Regions from separate parts of the Pan troglodytes genome. Here region 2 is linked to region 1. A link is a contact called in public Hi-C data. All regions are on one chromosome and are shown on one strand. The core of a region is the stretch at or near the end of the contact, and the rest is flanking DNA. Distances in the headings are between cores, read along the strand shown.

Region 1 (4,695 bases), core at 1,447-3,946:
TAAGAAGGAGAAGAGATAAGAAAGGACATAGAAAGCCTATTTAATTTAATAAAACAATATCTGAAGAGAATCTCAAATCTTGGGAGATACATGAGCATCCAGGTTCACGAAGTTTAAAAGTTTCTAAATGTATTCAATTCAAAAAGTTTCACCCTGGGGCACATTATAGTAAAATTGTCAAAAGTTAAAGACAAAGAAAAATTCTAAAAACAGAAAGAGAAATGCATCAAGTCACATATAAGGAAATGCCCACTAGACTAACAGATTTCTTAGCGGAAACCTTACAGGCAGAGAGAGAATGGCATGATATAGTCAAAGTGCTGAAAGAGAAAAAGACTTACAACCAAGAATTCATACCCAGAAAAACTATCCTTCAAAAATGAAGGGAGAAATAAAGTCTTTTCCAGACAAACAAAAATGGAATTCATTACCACTAGACTGGTCTTACAAGAAACACTAGGGAGACCTATATCTGGAAGCAAAAGAATGATATCTACCATCATGAAAACACATGAATGTGTAAAACTCACTGGCAGAACAGAGACATAAAGAAGAAAGAAAAAGTAGTTAAAATGCATCACTACAGAAAACCACCAAAATGCAAAGATAAACAATAACAGAGGAAGAAAGAAACAAAAAATATGCAAATGCATCAAAATACAAATAACAAACAGAGTAAGTTCTCACATACCAATAATAACCTTTAATCTAAATAGATCACATTCTTCAATTAAAATATATAGACTGGCTAAATAAATTTTTAGAAAAATGAGACCCACCTCTCTGCTGCAAATCAGTAGTGATTCTATACATTAACAACGAGCTAGCTGAAAAAGAAATCAAGAAAGCAATCCAATTTATAATAGCAAAGAAAAAAATACTGAGAAATAAATTTAACCACAGTAGTGAAAGACTTCCACAAGAGAAACAATAAAATATTGATGAAAAAAATCGAACACAATAAAACAAAATAGAAGGACATTCCATGTTCATGGATTGAAATAATTAATATTGTTATAATGACCAGGCTACCCAAAACAATGTACAGATTCAATTCAATCCCTATCAAAATGCCAATGACATTCATTACAGAAACAGAAAAAGTAATCCTAAAATTTGTTTGGAATCACAAAATACTCCAGGTAACCAAAGCAATCTGAGCAAAAAGAGCAAAGGTGGAGGGATCACACTACCTGACTTCAAAATATACTACAAAGTTATACTAACTGAAACAGCACAGTAATGAAATAAAAACAGACACATAGACCAATGGTAAAGAATAGAGGACCCAGAAATAAATGCAAAACAATTGTTTGGTGGTCTATCTTTTAGCAGGTTGATGTAGGTATTATTGTTTTTAATAGATTTCTTACTGGAGTTATGAGTAGATTGCACAACACAATTACAGTATTAGAGTATTCTGGGTTTGTCATGTACTTAATTTTACCAGTGGGTTTTATATCTTTACACTTTTTTGTTTGTTTGTTTTTGCATGTTAGTATTTTTTTCTTTCAGTTTGAAGAGCTCTCTTTAGCATTTTTTGTCAGATGGGTCTGGTGACAAATTCTCACAGCTTTTGTTGTTTGGGAAAGACTTCTCTGCTTCATATTAGAAGGATAGCTCTGTTGGATATAGTATTCTTGGATGACAGTCTTTTTTTTTCTTTCAGAAGTTTGAAAATGTCATTCTACTCCCTCCTGGCCTGTAGGATTTCCATTGAAAGGTCTGTTGGCTGATCAATTGGAGCTCCTTTATATGTTATTTGCTTCTTTTCTCTTGCTGCTTTTAAGATTCTCTACTTATTTTTTATTCTTGAACATTTGATTAGGGGTAGAACATTTTATTCTAGGGGTAGTCTCATTTGAGTTGAATCTGCCTGGTGTTTTCTGACCTTTCTGTACCTGGTTATTTATTTTTCCTCAAGTGTTAAAAGTTTTGTTATTATGCCTTTGAATAAACCTTCTATCCCTTGTTCTTACTCAACTCTGTTTTGATCACCATTAATTCTTAAATTTTGTTTTTTAAGGTAATTTTTTTATATCTTTTAGGTGATCTTTGTTTCTTTTCATTTTTTTTCTTTTCTGTGCATTTTCAAAAAGCCTATCTTCAACTTAACTGATTCTTTCCTCTGCTTGATATCACCGTTCTGCTGTTGAGAGTCTGTTGCATTTTTTAATTCAGCAAATGTATTTCTCAGTTCCATGATTTCTGTTTGATTTTTTAATTATTTCAATCTTTTTGTTACATTTCTCTGATAAATTTCTCAATTGCTTTTCTGTGTTATCTTAGAGATTTCTGAGTATTCTTAAAACTGCTATTTTCAGTTTTTGATCTGAGAGCATACATATTGCAGTTTCATTAGGGTCAGTTACTGGTTTATTGTTTTGTTCATTTGGGGAGGTCATGGTTCCCCATTTGCTGTTGTTTTTTGTAGATGTACATTTACATCTTTGCATTGAAGGATTATTTATTTCAGTCTTCTCTGCCTGGATTGTTTTGGGTTTTATTGGATAAGTTTTCCTAGAAATTCTTTGTAATTTAATTGTAGATTATCTTTTTTTTCCCCCAATGATGTTATTGCCTCTTTTTTGGCACTAGATGGTGCCTTAAGCCCAGGGTTGCCTCAGTTGTAGTAAACAACCAGAGTGCTGCCCATTCCAAATGGGAGAGATCTCAAAGGGGACATCCTGGTAGTGTGGGAAGGCTGGCTAGGAGTTTATGCCCAGGGGACCTGTGGAACAAACCTTCCACAGTGTAGTGCTGCTGGACAGCCACGCTAATTTGGCATTTCCTTTGGCCTAGTTACATAGTAAAGCTTCAGGGTCTGGGAATGGTAATACCCCCCCACCTTTGTCACTGGCTGTAATCAGGGTTATTTCTCCTTTCAGGCACTCCTGATGCTTCCCATGGGTTGAGACAGGGACTGTTGTAGTAGGGAGCCCAAGTTGGTAAAGAAGCTGGTTGTGCACCTCGGTCTCACTTTTTCCAGTGTAGAAACTGTGAGTCAGGGAGAAATTTTTCTCATGCTTGGTGCTGTGCCAGGCAGACTTGGAGGGAGGGGTGTCATGGATACGGTAGTCCTTTTACTATCTGCCCCGAGTGATTTCACAGCTCTGTTGCCCTGGGAACTGTCTCATTCTGATATTTGAGTTCTGGGATATTGCTGGCAATAATCTCAGTACTGTGTATTTGTTTTTGGTTTTTGTGGGGAGAGTGAAACCAGCTTGCTTTTACTCTGCCATTTTGAAATCAAAAGTCCTATTATACTATCTTGATTACTTTAGTAGTGTTATTAATCCAACTTTATTCTTTTTGTTCAAAAATTGTTTTAGCTATCCTAATTCCTTTTCCTTTTCACCTGAAATTTAGAATCAGCATGTGTACATATATGGCTGAACTTTTTATTGGAATTGCAGTAAATTTATAGATGTGTTTGGGGAAAATTTTCATTCTTACTATGTTGAGTTTTCCAATCAATGAACATTGTGTATCTCTGCTTTTATCTAGATCTTTGATTTCTTTGATTTCTTTCATCTGTTTCATAGTTTTCAGCATATAGATCCTGTGAACAATCATAAATGCTGTTTTTTTAACATTCAGTTTCAAATTATAATTCCTAGTATATAGAAATGATTGATTTTTGTAAACAATTATTTGTCAGTAAAAATATCTTAAGTGACTTTTCTTTATAGACTGTTTCTGAAGGATTCTACTTTATGTTCATGGAAATTACACTCTTTTAACCCTGAGATTTTATAGGTTGGTGAAGTATATAATTAAATTGCGTAATCATTATAATATGTACAGGTGGCAGAAACAGGTTGGGAACAAACCCAATCAACTCTTGGTAAGCATACAAATAAAATAGGAAGAGCAAAAGTATATCAGTGTATCACAGTAGACTACTGGGCTATAGGGATTCAGCATGGTCATGAAAAAATAGAGTAAACAGAAGGTCAGTCAGTTAATCTGGAGAGTCAGCTAAGCGAAGGTCATTTAAGAGAGCTTCTACTGAAAGATCTACACAAAAGAGACAAGAAGGCAATAGAAAGGCCCAGTTCCTATGATTGCATTTAAACATAAAACTAATGCTATATCTTGAGAACATAAGAAACATATTTTATACTCATCACAATATATCTACTGAAGGAGCACTTATAAAGAAGGAAAAATAGCTATTACAATCATGTTTTTGAAAAGTAATGATGGTAGGAAAGATCATAATTATAATACTAAGTGAAAAAAATCTTAGGATACAAAAATGTTATGTACAATACAATATTACTCCCAATTATACAAAAAATATTTTTAGAAGAAAGATGAAAAATACATCAAAATGTTTATAATAATTATGTATGGCTGTTGGGATATGGTTGGCATTTATTTACTTGTTTTTGCTGTTTTTACATTTTTACAGCTTTTCCAATGCCTATGGGTTATTTTTACAATCAGAAGAAATGTTATTTTTAAAAGAAGAGGAATTCTTCTTTCTATACTTTATTTGCCTCATTGAGATATCTGACAACAATATCCTCATTGTTCGCTTTCGTTGTAATGAAAAACCGTTTCAGGATTTTGGCATTTCCCACCAATTCCCTATGCCTTTTAAGGAACCAAGCAAGCTTCAGTAGTCTCTGCCATTTGATAAATTACATTAATGATTATGACAACAATAATTGTACAGGCTTTGCAAAG
Region 2 (4,622 bases), core at 1,701-4,200, 620 kb after region 1:
TGGTACAAACTCTCTCAGCTTTTATCTAGAAAAGTGTTTGTTTCTCCTCTGTTTTTGAAGGACATTTATGCTGCATTTGTGCTGTGTATATAGGTTGGCTTTTTTTTTTCTTCATACACTTCAAAGGTGCCATTCCATTTTCTTCTGTGTTGTATACTTTCTGAATGTAAGTATTGAGTTGATCTGTTATTCTATCTGTAATCTTTTTGTTCTCATGTTATGAGCAGATGATAATAGGCCTTAGTTTGGGGTTTGTGTGTATTTATCATAGTTAGTATTTTTTAAGCTTCTTGAATCTGTCAGCTTCTGGTTTTTATCAAATATGGAAAACTTTCCACTATTATTTCTGCAAATGTTTTACTTACACACACACACACACACATACATACACACCCCTTCTCTGAGACTCAAATTACACATATGCTAGACTGCTTAATATTGTCCTACAGGGCACTCAGGTTCATCGTTTTTTCTGTTTCTCCTCCTGTCATACTGTGTTTTGGACATAGCCTATTGCTGTGCCTTCAGGTTCTCTGATCTTTTTAGTATCTAATTGGTTCAACACATTCAATGAAATTTTTATTCCTAGTCTTTCATTTCTGCATTATGTTCATGTTTTTCTTTAAATCCTTGAGCACATTGAGATTATAACAGTTTTGAAGATGTTCTTTTCTCGTAATACCATCATCTCTCATTTTTCGTCTTTATTAACTGATTTTATCTTAGTCACTGGTCCTATTTTCCCACTTCTTTGCTTATCTAGTAATGGTTGGTTGATGAACATTGTGTTTTACATTTTGGGGTGCTGGATTTTGTTGTATGCTTTTTTAAAGTGTTAGATTTGTTCTGGCAGGAAATTGTTAGTTGTATATCAGTTTGATCCTTTCACAGCTTACTTTGAAGCTTTGTTAGTGAAATTTTAAGTATTCTTTATTCTAGAGCTAGATTAGTTCCACTGCTGATATGTGCCTGATCTGGGGTCTCTCTACTGAATGCCTCATGTATTTGATGAGATCTCTGCTCTGGCTGATGAGGACTTCCGGCCCTAGGCAGACTTGAGATTATTCAGTTTATAGGTCTCTGGTAATTGTTCTTTCCTCAAAAGTTGTTCACTGCCCAGCCTTGTGGAATTTCTCCCTGTGCATGCTCAGATTGGTTCAGCAAAGACTCAAAGGGATCCCCTAGGCTCTCTGGAACTTTTTATCTATGTAGCTTCCTCTTTTTCCATATCATGTCTCACAAATTACAGCCTCCTGGGCCTCCCCCAAGTCATCTGTTCTAAGACAGCATTTTTGCCAGCTATGTCTGGGTTTCCCATCCCTGCACCTGCATTGTGGCAGCTGCTTTCGGTGGAAAGGCGGGTGGACTGTTAGGCTCACCATGTTTGTCTCCTTTCGCTCTGGGAACATTGCCCTGCACAGCCTGTGGTCCAGTGCCTGCAAACAGTTGTTATGTGTATTTTATTCAGTTTCCTAGCTATCAGTGGCAGGTGAAGAAGTACAGACGCTGTTCTCTTTAGGTGGGAAGAGGGTGTCACAAGTCATTGTTAGAGACTTGCAGTTTTTGAAGCAGTGATATTTAACAGATTTGCCATGTGTATTTGAGGATATCCTTTTTGCTCTTGAACATATTAAAAGAAAATCAATTACTGCAAGAGATACTAAAATAGGTTTCTTTCCTAGTCGAATGTTATGTTAATAAATCCTAGGAAAGCCTTGGTACTCTGAATCCAAATCCGTAAGGAACTCTCAGTTCACAGAGGCAACTTGTACTCCTGTGTCAACGATGAGAGTCATCGTTCCAGGGGAGTCGCACTAATTTCCACAGTTTGGGGTGAGGGGGGCGGTTTTTTCCTGAATCTCAGTGTTTACCATTTGTTTAGTCATTAGCAGCTACTTCTGCTCTGAAGTGTGGAGCTTACCATCCCTGGCTTGGGTTGAGGTAATGAGCTGTGTGACACTTGGCCAGTCACTTAGCTACTTGTCTCTAAATTGAGGGATCTGGACTAAAGAGACTTGAAGACCCTTTCCATGAGTTCACTGAGTAAACATGTACTGAGTGTTGTATGCACTGGGGATGGGTGGATAAGACAGGCGAGGACCCTGCTCTTACACAGCTTGGTGGAGTACATCGATGATACTGTAAATAAAAATACAATGAGAAAGAAATAACTTTCATGGGTGCTTTGAAGGAAACAAACCAGGGTGATATGAAGTGCTGATGGGAGGGACCAGCATTAGGATGGGAGGCCCAAGAAGGCTTGTCTGAGATGCTGAAATTTGAGCTGCCGTCCAGATGAGCAGAAGAAACTGGCCATTTGAATTCCAGGTCATAGGCGTTCTAGGCAGAGGGAAGAACACATGCAAAGGTCCTGAGATGGGCACAACCCTGGGTGGCATGAGAACCCCGGGTGATGTGAGAACACTGTGGCATGATTGTCTTGAGTAGGGGGCATATGTGATGATCAGGGTCCTAGTCAGTGCGGGCAGCCTGTGACTCCAAGATTCGATCCTGCTGTGAATACTTCTCTACCTAAATAGTGCAAAGTTCAGTGTCACATGCCCTACTCAGATGAGTAACAGGGAGTGCCAGGAATTACATTGGGGTGGGGTGTGGTCGCTGAAGCTCCAACAAGATCACAGAGTCTGAAATGAGCAGGGACCTCACTGGCACGAGGAGCCAACACAGTTTTAACTCAGGAGTCTGAAGGCCAAGTTCAGTAGTCTTGGTCAGCGTGAGCCAAAATGAATCCATTTTTAAGTTAGCAGAACCACGGATAGTTCGTAGGCACTGTCGCCTCAAAGAAAATGCTGAAGCTGTTTCTGAGACTCACGTAAAAAGGCTGCATGGACTCCATGGCCTGGAAATGTTGCTTCGGTGGAAGGAAGCCACCAGGAAAACTGCTGGGAGAGTTTAAGGAATGTGTGACCTTTACGTAGAGAAAGGAAAGACACAGTGAAAGCAAGAGCATTCCAGAGGTGGGGAGAGCGGACCTGAAGCCAGCCAGCTTTGCCCTGGTGGGAGGCAGGTTTCTTAGCCATTTGGGCTGCCTTAACAAAATACCATCAACTGGGTGGCTTGTAAATACACAACAGAATTATTGTGTTAATTATCCTTATAATTCTGGAGAGAACCCTAAGATCAGGGTGCCAGCAGGTTCAGGGTCTGCTGAGGGCTCACTTCCTGGTTCACAAATAGCACCTTTTTGCTGCATCGTCACAGGGCAGAAGAGCCAGGGGGTGTCGGCCCTCATTTATAAGGGCACTCATCCCATTCATGAGGGCCTCACCCCCATGACCTAATCACCCCCCAAAGGCCCCACCTCCTCAGACCATCACCTTGTGGGTGAGGATTTCCCCACGGGAATTTGGGTGAGACACAGGCATTTGGGCCATGGCACCAAGCCTTCCCTGTGTTGCCAGGATGCTGCTTTTTGTGCTTGGATATAGCAGCAATTGAAAAATCCAGCTCGGGTTGAGGAACTCTTAAAGACCCAGGAGCTCTCACTTGGCATTACCAGCTGCTGGCATGTGTAGTCCGAAGGAACCCCCTTCTTCTGAGAATGCCCAGAGTCTCCACGTCTGTCTCCTGTCCCAACATGCCAGCACCGTGTCACGTAGCCTCTGCCTGCCTCTGCACAGCATTGTTCCTGGTGTGGTCTCTTTTTAGGCAGGGAAATCGTTGCTGTCGGCTGTCACCTAAGTGGCAATGTCATCTCACCTGCACTTTTAACAACTCCTGCTGTGCCTACGTGTGTTTTTATTGATCGATTTTTAGTTGTCTTTCATTGTGTCCTGTGGTCTGGCTTCCACTCTTCACGCCATAGTGAAGCATTGCCCATGCTTACGAGTGGCCTCTCATTTCTCCCTGCGTCACCTCTTCTGCATTCTCCTCCACCTCTGTAACACCTGCCCCTGCAGACACAGCCTCACTGCTGTGGCCTGCTCTCCTTCCTTTGAGGAAACCAGTTATTATTGCCTTCCTGCTTCTCTGCTGCCTCCTGGCTCTGCCTGTGCCCCTCCCCAGCACTTCCCAGCTGGCTTCAGCAGGCTCACTCTCTGTCTCAGTCTTCCCCTGGGAGCTCATACTGTCAGTTCAGCCATTTCTGGCACCAACCCCAAGTACCTCTCTCCAACCCTGACTTCCCTCCCCTGATCTAGATGTGCACTTTGGGCTATGCGCATCTCCACCTGGATGCTCATCCTGGAGGAGCAAGCATCTCTCCCTCGCCTCCTCCCTCAGCAACTCCAGGCTGCCCTGTGGAAGCCCCTCTTCCGCTCCCCCAGGCTCACATGTTCAGAGTCATCCAGCATCCATTTCTCTAGACTCAGAAGGTTCCTGGCCATGTGGACTCTGGGTCCCAGTTGAATGGGTTGAAGAATGATGGACAGAGGGAGAGGTGAAGACAGCAAGTGCAGACAGGTGAGGCCGTGACGGGACTGAGACTGGAGGAACAGATTAGAGAGGGTTCCTGAGGGGAGACGAGATTGTCAAACGTTTTTAAACAAAGATGGGAGAAGGATCTGGTAGGGTAGAGGATGGAGGTTAAAAGAAAAAGTCTTTCCTGAGTCCCTGGGAAGGACTCAGCAACACCTTTGCTGACTGGTAACATCCGACCCAGT

What was found. Hi-C and Micro-C count contacts between places; a contact is called where the count stands out from the background.
Region 2: a contact with region 1 is called in a Hi-C map of stem cell-derived neural progenitor cells, with 4 times the contacts expected there. The contact joins two enhancer-like sites. A contact is called at or near these places in 3 of 7 Hi-C or Micro-C datasets (blood, induced pluripotent stem cells and stem cell-derived neural progenitor cells).

The regions. Positions count from the first base shown.
Region 1 is chr5:10,260,190-10,264,884 of NHGRI_mPanTro3-v2.0_pri, forward strand. No RefSeq gene overlaps it. Among named protein-coding and RNA genes, the nearest start is that of ECI2, 180 kb to the left of the region's middle. Within about 2 kb of position 2,697, at least 2 of the 24 cell types and tissues checked have an H3K27ac peak or open chromatin away from gene starts, as enhancers often do. A contact at or near this core is called in stem cell-derived neural progenitor cells, where this site is marked.
Region 2 is chr5:10,884,856-10,889,477 of NHGRI_mPanTro3-v2.0_pri, forward strand. The region is part of intron 2 of CDYL (chromodomain Y like); the gene reads left to right. Among named protein-coding and RNA genes, the nearest start is that of RPP40, 72 kb to the right of the region's middle. Within about 2 kb of position 2,951, at least 5 of the 24 cell types and tissues checked have an H3K27ac peak or open chromatin away from gene starts, as enhancers often do. A contact at or near this core is called in stem cell-derived neural progenitor cells, where this site is marked.